Regions from separate parts of the Zea mays genome. Here regions 2 and 3 are each linked to region 1. Evidence: chromatin contacts called from public Hi-C data. All regions are on one chromosome and are shown on one strand. The core of a region is the stretch at or near the end of the contact, and the rest is flanking DNA. Distances in the headings are between cores, read along the strand shown.

Evidence for each region. A called contact is a pair of places that touch in the nucleus more often than the background predicts.
Region 2: a contact with region 1 is called in a Hi-C map of leaf, with 4 times the contacts expected there. The contact joins the promoter of LOC100278343 here to the promoter of LOC100192791 in region 1. A contact is called at or near these places in 10 of 25 Hi-C or Micro-C datasets (bundle sheath, ear, endosperm and 4 more) and 2 of 3 datasets of contacts at active chromatin or transcription factors (leaf and seedling).
Region 3: a Hi-C map of endosperm shows a contact between it and region 1, with 2.9 times the contacts expected there. The contact joins the promoter of LOC103650892 here to the promoter of LOC100192791 in region 1. A contact is called at or near these places in 6 of 25 Hi-C or Micro-C datasets (ear, endosperm, leaf and 1 more).

The regions. Positions count from the first base shown.
Region 1 is chr3:172,620,178-172,623,049 of Zm-B73-REFERENCE-NAM-5.0, forward strand. It overlaps LOC100192791, which reads left to right and starts at 1,532. Exons shown (of 16, transcript NM_001358555.1): 1 at 1,532-1,761; 2 at 2,692-2,764; 3 at 2,861-2,872. The coding sequence starts at 1,657.
Region 2 is chr3:172,427,792-172,430,739 of Zm-B73-REFERENCE-NAM-5.0, forward strand. It overlaps LOC100278343, which reads right to left and starts at 1,356. Exons shown (of 5, transcript NR_158670.1): 1 at 932-1,356; 2 at 1-177.
Region 3 is chr3:172,841,989-172,844,940 of Zm-B73-REFERENCE-NAM-5.0, forward strand. LOC103650892 (60S ribosomal protein L5-1) reads right to left here and starts at 1,505. Exons shown (of 9, transcript XM_008676480.3): 1 at 1,125-1,505; 2 at 163-235; 3 at 1-71. The coding sequence starts at 1,127.

The DNA.
Region 1 (2,872 bases), core at 282-2,781:
GCCCTCGGGCCCAAACTCCGCCTCGCCCAACGCCAAGCTCACCCTCAGATACCGCTTTCGCCTCGCTCGAGCTTGGCCTCGGCTACCTGCTATACCACGAATCCTGCAGGAAACCACTCCGTCGACTGTGGCACACATCAGTAAGGATTCAGCCATCACCTCGGGAAGACTTCCGCCTTGCCCGAACTCGGCTCCGATCTCGATATCTGCAGCCAAGGGCACCCCAATGTCATCAGATACAGAAGCGCTGACACATCCCGCAAGTGGCTTTTCTCCATAACTAAGCCCTATTACAACCACTACGATATGGGTAGCCCTCCCCTGAGGGCTCGGGCATAGAGCCAAACCCTCAGCCTTAGCCTCGGCTCTCAGCGGGAAACCAGCGAATTCAAGTGAACAACGAAGTACAAAGGCCTTGCTGTCTACAGGACGTGAAGACACCCTCCGCAGCAGGCAAGCAGCCTCATCTACAAAGACGTGCTCCCCTTAGGCATATAAATAGGGTAGTCTATGACCTCTCTAGGGGACAAGGCGAACACTTCGTAGCTTTCTCCTGGCATTCGATATTGGCACTTGTCTCAATCATTTCTAGGGACATATGATTTAGATTTTTTTTCATTTTCCATGGATTTTTTTTGAATAAGAGGAGTGATCAAAGTTGGGTTGAAAAAGTCAAACGAAATATATTTTAAAACAGAGGGAGTACTATTTTAGATAAGTTGAGTATTATAGATAAACCTAATCTGTTAGGGGGTTTTTGGGTTGAGGAATCCTTCTATCTAAAATGAGGTGGTGCATCATGGGTCAATTCTTCAAATTTGTTGGGATAAGTCTATTTCTCATATTAGTATTAACTAACTAACTAACTATGATGAATGAGTTGGTGATGGATCAATTCATTCCATTTCATAAACCAAACAAAAAAAGTGAGGAGCTAGAAGATGATGGACTAGCTCATTACTCAAACCAAACACTATATTATATAGTACTATTATGATGAAGAAGCCACTTTAAACCAGTATACCCCGTTTGTATGTAGATATTGGAGCACATGATTAGAAATTGGAATCAGATTTCTAGAATTTTATTATTTTGTTGTACATGAAATTGAGATTTGGAATCAGAGACCTAATTCCATAGAATTGGACTATAACTAGAAATTCCGTCTCCTAATACAGAGCACTACTCCTCTGTATTGAGTGGAATTGGACCACACAAATCCAAACTCTAATTCAATAACATCCAAACAATATATTTGAAATTATATCTCATTTCAGTATCATGTTTGATTTGTAATTGAACCCAATTCAATTTTCATGCTTTCCAACATCCACATTCAAACTGTAATAGCAAATAACCCAGCCGGGCTTGTCCAACGTTCACATATTCGGAGCGAACCCTATGGCCCACTTGTCGGCCATGTAACTCGGCTGTTTCGCACAGGCACGGCACTCGTTGGAAACTTGGAATGCCCTATCAGATCGCATCGCACCCAAAAATCAAGAGCCTGCTGGATTCAAACGGCTGATTCAAACGACCAGAGTCCGGACACTCACACTCCCCTGCTGCGCCTGCCGCCTGCGTTTCGGCCACCGCACTACTTCCCCAATCCCCTTGATATCGCCCACCCGCGCTCGCCGCCGCCGCTGGGCGGCGATGGAAACCCTAATGGTAGACCGCGTCCACAGTAGCCTCCGCCTCTTCATGTACCGCAACGCCATATTCCTCTGCGAGCGCCTCTGCGCACAGTTCCCCTCCGAGGTAGCCCCCTTTTATCCATGTTCCTTAACGAGGCTAGTACGTCTCGATTCGGTGTATTGCGCGTGGGAATGGTACATCTGGGGGTCGGATCAGGCGTGTGGCAGTGATTTGAGCGCGGGGCTCACCTCCGTTGTTTAGTTCGATTCAGTAGTCTTCTGTCGTTTTTTTTGAAGTGTCTAGGGTTGCATTAGGAGTAGAGTAGCAGAGTGGTGAGCTTTTGGTCTGTAGCTTATCTAGGCTTGAATTAGAACAGCTCTCTATAGCTGGTGTAGGGAACTGGAGTATCCCGCGTGATTCATCTAGGGTTCATAGTGAACTTTTACTGGAGAGGGTGATTTTCTGCCTAAATTTTTGAGGCAATTTCACAGGTAAAAGCTCTACTGGTGTTTATGCATAATGGGCATTGGTTACAGTAACGTGTATGCCTGTGAGTTCTTTTCCTTGTCAGAACCTTGGGGTGACAATATTTATAGCCCATTAGGTATTCAGTTGCTTGAATTCTATGTTCTTACAGGACATGCTCACCCACTTTCTTTTCTAACCTTATAATTACTTGAGGGTGTGGGTTTTAATTTTAATTTTGGTTCTTGACGTGGTTCATGGGTCTTCATGTGGGATGAAGTTCAGGAATTTGAATGCATGGTTTTGTGTTTTAGTTTTTATTTAGGTTCTTGATGTGGATCATAGGTCTTCATGTGGGATGAAAGTCGACATAACTTGAATGCATGTTTAGTGTGTATGAGACTATGCATTCAATTTCTTAGCAGATGACCTCACTGATTAACCTGAATCTGTGCCTGCTTTACAATGCTTTCTTTTCAATTAGTAATTCTTGCTCACAAAAAATCTTAGTTTATTTTTTTTAATTTTAAGTCCATTTGCAACATAGTTGTGGGCACTAAATGTTCTTGCTCTACCTCCTCTGCACAGACCAATGTGCAATTGCTAGCAACCTGCTACCTACACAACAATCAGCCATATGCTGCATATCACGTTTTGAAAGGTAAGTTTGGATGGTTATATGCTCGCCATGTAACACATATATTATATAAAGGTAGTTTGGATGGTTTATGGATTTTGTTTCTGATGTTATATGAAGGGAAGAAGCTGC
Region 2 (2,948 bases), core at 106-2,605, 190 kb before region 1:
AGCCACAGCCGAGCTTCATACCTGCCTGCTGATTTTGTCAATGACTTGATTATGGACTCAACATTGTGAAAAAGAGATCTCCTCCCTTCCACGACAACTGTATTAACACTGCCGCATTCTGCCGGCACTTGCAAAAAGAGTTGAACCATCTTCGGAGTGAAATTTCTCACCAGAAATCTGGAGCGAAAACAAGCAAAGAATCACACATGCTACGTAATGAACCAGGCTGAACTCGAAATACAGGGGGCACCACAGTAAAGGGCATGTGACTATTGGAAAACAAAAGTTAGTAGGCATGTATGCAGTTATAGGGCCTATTTGGGAGAGCTCAGCTTCACCAACTTCACCATAGATCAGCTTCACGGTGAAGTTGCTGAGGTTTTTAAAGTGTTTGGCTTGCAGACTAACTCTTGATCTATGGTGAAGTTGGTGAAGCTGAGCTATAAATCAGCTTCACAAAACATAGATCAGCTTCACAAATTTGAAGCTCAGCTTCACCAACTTCACCATAGACCAACTTCACGGTAAAGCTTCACAAACTTGAAGATTTAGTTAAAAAAGTCATTTGTACCCTTGATCGAAGTATTCACCATATGAGCTTGTTTTCTTCACAATGTTCTCATCAGTCTTAATTTAAAAAAAATAGATGATATTGCACCGACATTTTTAGAGGTAATTTTAATAGTATATTCATAGTTGGCGGTATTTATACATAAATATGACAAGCATCTTTGATTTCAAAAGGCGAGTGTTTGTTCTAAAATATCCACCAGTGTCCCTGTAAATTCAGACAAAATTCATATCTGATGCATACACATACAGGGTTGTACATGTACGAAGGAATTCACGTATACAAAGGAACAATATGCAAAGTGTTTGTATATGCGCACACAAAATCTATGGGCTGGTTGTAGACTCCTAAAATACTAACCGAATTGCTGCTAGAACCACCAGAAAGTGGAGGCAAGGTCTGGGAATACGAGCTCGCCGCCAGGGACTGAGTGCTGCCCGCCAGGGGCTGGGAGCCGTGGGCTGGCCGAAGCCGCTGCCACACCCGTCCCTTGCCTCCGCCCTCCACGCCGAGAGAGCCCTGCTCGGGGCGCCAGCGGAGCTCCAGAGGATCCACCGACCGCGCAGAAGGGAAGGCCACGAGCGGATCTATGTGATGCGAAATCGCCGCCACAACCGGTCGGGAAAGCCACGTTGTAGCCGGATCTCTGCGTTTGCGACTCCCCTTCGGCTCCGGCGTCCTCCGGTGGGCTTGCCCAGGGCGCCCGACGGCTAGGGTTTCCCAAGAGCCGTCAGAGCAGAGAGAAAATCGATCGAGATAGGAGGGCTTCGAGCGGAGAAAAAAAATGAACCAGTGGCAAAGGTGCACAACACTGAGCTATGGGAACGGTTTTCCACTAAGGTCTAACCATCGTATCATACAATTCTAATCTTTTACATAATAATGTTTGGTTTCTTTAGTCTAGAAACTAAAGTTTAGTTAGAGGATTAAAATTTAGTCCCTAACATGTTTGGTTCTAGGGGCTAAAATTAGTAAGAATATACTAAATAACTCATAAGAAGACTAAAATGACCTTTAACATTTTTCTGCTATTAGTACAATTGAATTAAATGAAGGGTAAATGTGGAATTAATATGATTTAGTCCCTTTTAGCACATGTGTGAATGACTAAAGACTAAATCATTTTAGTACATATTTTAGACCTAGTGTTTGGCAAAAAAAAAAGACTAAATGGGTCTAAAAAACTAGAGTCTAATCTTTAGTCCCTCTAACCAAACACCCCCTAAATACTGCCAATACACAATATGTACAGAGTCGTATAGAGACTCGCTCTTCATGAAAAGATTGTCTCTTAATTTTTTTATTTTCACTTAACCCCTAAGAGATCCCTCGTTTAATTGGATTGTACATGCCCTTATCCTCAACTTCACGTGAAGGTATAAAATTCCAATTCGTGAAGCACCTCTTGTCATCGTTTCGAAAACCGGGGGACAACAAGGTTTGTGTTGGGTGGGAGATGCTAGCGCGGACTCACTCCGAATGATGAATCGTTGGGACTCGAATGTGGAATTTGAGACAAATGGTTTATACTGGTCCAAGTTTGTGCCCTAGTCTAGTTTAGTGTTGATCGTTGTATTGCCTTGGAGCGTGTTAAAACTGTTGGTGTGTGGGAAGAAGGAGGGGCCCCTGCCTTTTTATAACTCAAGGGTAGGACCTTACAGTGTGGACTTGTATTCTCCTGGAGGGTGCCTGGTATGTTGCCTCTGAGTGACGTAGTTCTCCTGACATCGTCCGTAGGGTCGTGTTCAGTCATACTCCCGTTATGGCGTAACACTTCGTATGCATGGTATACGGGTCCCTATAGCAAGTCTCATGCTGATGTAGTGACCCCTACCAGGGATAGTTCTACTACGTGTTTTGGGGTCGTGCGTGGTGCAACTTTGTCTATCGTCATGAGCCTTGTGACACATTCCTGTATGCGTAGGCATACACCCGTTATGGTGTATTGTCCCATCTATTCCTATATGCGGGTAACTACAGAGACTCCGACACTGAGGTCCCCACAATCGGGGTTGAGTGGCCCCACAAGTCAGCGGGGACACGTCTGGGACCGTATGTGGGGGCCTGCAATCATGCCGATAGTGACCTCTTGGTGCGCCTACGGTATGTCGTGCCTGTGGTCCAGACGTAGTTTGGTGGAGAACCATCTTATTATGTTGATGTTCGTCGGTCGTACTGGGATTTTGCCTCCTCCTCGTCGAGTTGGTCGGCCAGGACTTGGTCGGTTGTTCCGCCTCACGGGGTTGCTTGGCAGCGACTTGATCATCCGCTCCGCCTCACAGGTTTGCTCGACAAAGAGCCCGGTCATTCGTTCCGCCTCGCAGGGTTGCCCAGTGGAGGATTGGTCGGCTACTCCGCTTCACTGTGTTGCTTGGTA
Region 3 (2,952 bases), core at 255-2,754, 220 kb after region 1:
TTTGGGTGTATTGTACTTGTTTTTGTCTTGGTTAATCAGCCTTATCCTGGCCCTGTAGTCTGTCTTGCCAGCTGCAAACAAGGTCAATAGAAAAAGGCTTTCAATCAAACAGGAAATAAAAATGATAGTAATGCAAACATCAAAAGAGCAGACAAAACATACCGCGCCTTCTCTTGAACTTCACCTGGAAACGCTTGAAGTACGCATTGGTCTTGTGGGTCTTGACAAAACCCCCCTGGGGAGATAACCGAAAGGTACACAAATAGTTAAACGCACAGGTAAGGTTGAGCATGAATTCTGTCAAGTATGCATACAACAGACTTCACTAAGTTGTCAACCAAAAACTATTCAGTAAGTGTCATACTCAAACAAAGCTGCAAATGCATATTTATCAAGAGTCACAGCTGAGTCAATAATATAGATGCAGTACATATGGCGAGAACATTCTACCAATAGTCCAATACTTGTCAAGGAACCGTGACACCAAATTAAGATAGCTCTCATGACACATCAACATCAATAGAAAGAATCCGCAAAATTTTGCAGAGGCATAAAAACAGTTATATCCATTATAGTGTACAGATCTAGTAAACATAACAGAGTTTTTTTCCAGAACAATTGAAACCTTTCAAGAAATGGAGAATCGTAATCCCTGGAAAGATTAAGAAACGACCAAATGACAGACTTTCAACAATAGATCCTCGCGTGAACATACAATCACAAATACGCTATATAGCAGATGCAATAACTGATAAACTAAACGACTATAGCCACGAACAGTAGGCCACTTAGTCAATTGGGCAGAAGGGTCCGGAGCCCTCCCTTCGATCAAACATTTTTTGGTCGACATCCAAAAAAATAATACCGAAAGGCCCATCCAATATACTTCTTCTACCTAAACGTCGATCCGAGCACGAATCGCTCGGTGCCACAAGTGTAGCCTTCCTCCAGCCAGCATGCTGACCCATCACCGCGCTAACTGAACGCGGCGGCTACTTACGCCCTTGCCACTCCAGTCCCTCCACTAGTGAAGAAATCTACCCAAGTAAACGCTAGTTGCACAATCACAGGCGCAGCAATCGAACGAATAAGCAGAATGATAGCGGAAGAGCCCGTGATCTTACCATCTCAGTCTCCTGCGGTGGCTATGGACACTGCAGCGGCGGCGGCTTCACCTGTCGGGCTAGAGGTGGGAGCAGCGACAGAAGGGAAGGGTTTATAGGGGCGCCTCCTCCGGGCCTTTTAACTCTGGGGAAACCCTAGCCGGTGGACGGGCCGATAGCGTCTTGTCGCTGGGATGGATGGCCAGGATCGGTTCGAGCGTGCTGCTGGGACAAATGGGCCTCCCGTCGGTGTTGGTGGGCTAGAATGGTAGAGATGTTCGGTGAGTGATGAGTTCATGAATTGATGGGCCTGTTTTTTTTTTTTGTACTGGAGCAGCATCCGCTGTATTGTTTGGCCACTCTGACGAGTTTTGTTCTCCAAAATTTGGAATTCCAATAGTATCTATGCTGGTACCTTGGATTCGTCTTTACTCTTTACACTCTGCTAGATGATGTTTTTTTTCGTCTTGGAATTTATTGTTCACCCTGGCAGCAAAAATGAGGGCTGAACGGTAGAGCTCGTGACTAGTACAGGACTACCCTACAGGCTACAGTCCACCTTCAAGTCAAGCAACATTTAGAGGTAAAAGGGTGGAGTCAAGAAAGTTTTGTTGTAAGATTCGCTACACTCAAACTAACACATTTGCATAGATGACAGCCCAAAAATACATGGTGAATCTGAAAGGAGCAGCAACATAGCCCTGTCATGCCATTCTAGCTCTATATACCTTAGCAACCAGCGGCACCGGTGCCCAACAAAAACGCTCGTAGGCTGTAGCCGCAGCTGCTGCCGCTGGTTGAGTAGGAGAAGAAACACTGTTCCTGTGTACTGCTTCAGCTGATAAAAAAAAGGAGGAATGTCGTAGCAAGCCTCACACTGATCAACTGCAACTTGGAGACCCTAATAGATTGTTTGTCGTAGCAAACCTCTCATATCAATATATCAAACACTTTATACTTCTACATTCTACATGGTATCATACTAGATTTAGGATTAGGGTTTCCCCAACCCACAACAGGCGCCACCCACCCCCATAGCCAGCCACTGTCTTCCTAGCTGCTACCCCCGGGAGACTCAACCCTCCCTCCTGGGGGCAGGGGGCAGCTTCCCTTCCCCTCCGTAGGCCAAGCCTTCCCTGGCCGCCAAGCCCTGTGCCCCTACTCTCCCACCCGCTGAATCCGCGCCGGAGACCCTTGCGGTGCCACCCGCCGTCCACACGCGCGCTCGTGCCTCGCGGTGCACGCCCGCGCCGTCGGCTGCCTACCCTGCGCGCGTCCGCGTCCACGCGCTCGTGAGCCCGTGTCGCGCTCTCCTCGATGTGCGTGCGCCCGCGGCTCGGCGTTGCCCCGACGACCGCCCTCCTTAGGCTTGCTCGCTCTCAAGTGGAGTGGTGGCGGTGGGCGGGCTCGCCTGCTTGCGGCTGCGGCTGCCCTCAGCCGCGCGCCCACCCCACCCCCCCTCTCGGTCACGATCGCAGCTACAGCCGCTCGTGTCGATGGGCGCGCCACCCCCTCCCAACAGTGCGGCCACCCCTCACCTCCAACCTGGTGGCGCGACGACCCCTCCCTGCCGGCAACCTCTGCTCGCCTGCCTAGATCCAACCACGGCGCTGCTCGTGGGCCCAGATTCGTCGCGGGGCACGCTTCTTTGCCCTACTGCCGCTGCAGCGGGCGTGGGCGACCTTGCCGCGACAACCTGTGGTGTGGGTGGCCTCGCCACCACCGCAGCAGGCGCCCACGACAGTGGCTCTCTCTCTCCTTCTATGTTGTTGACTCCTCGTCCATGGCCGAGTAGGGCCCTGCGCTGCTCACCCCTCCCTCCTAAGGCTCTACAGCGCCGCCCGGATCC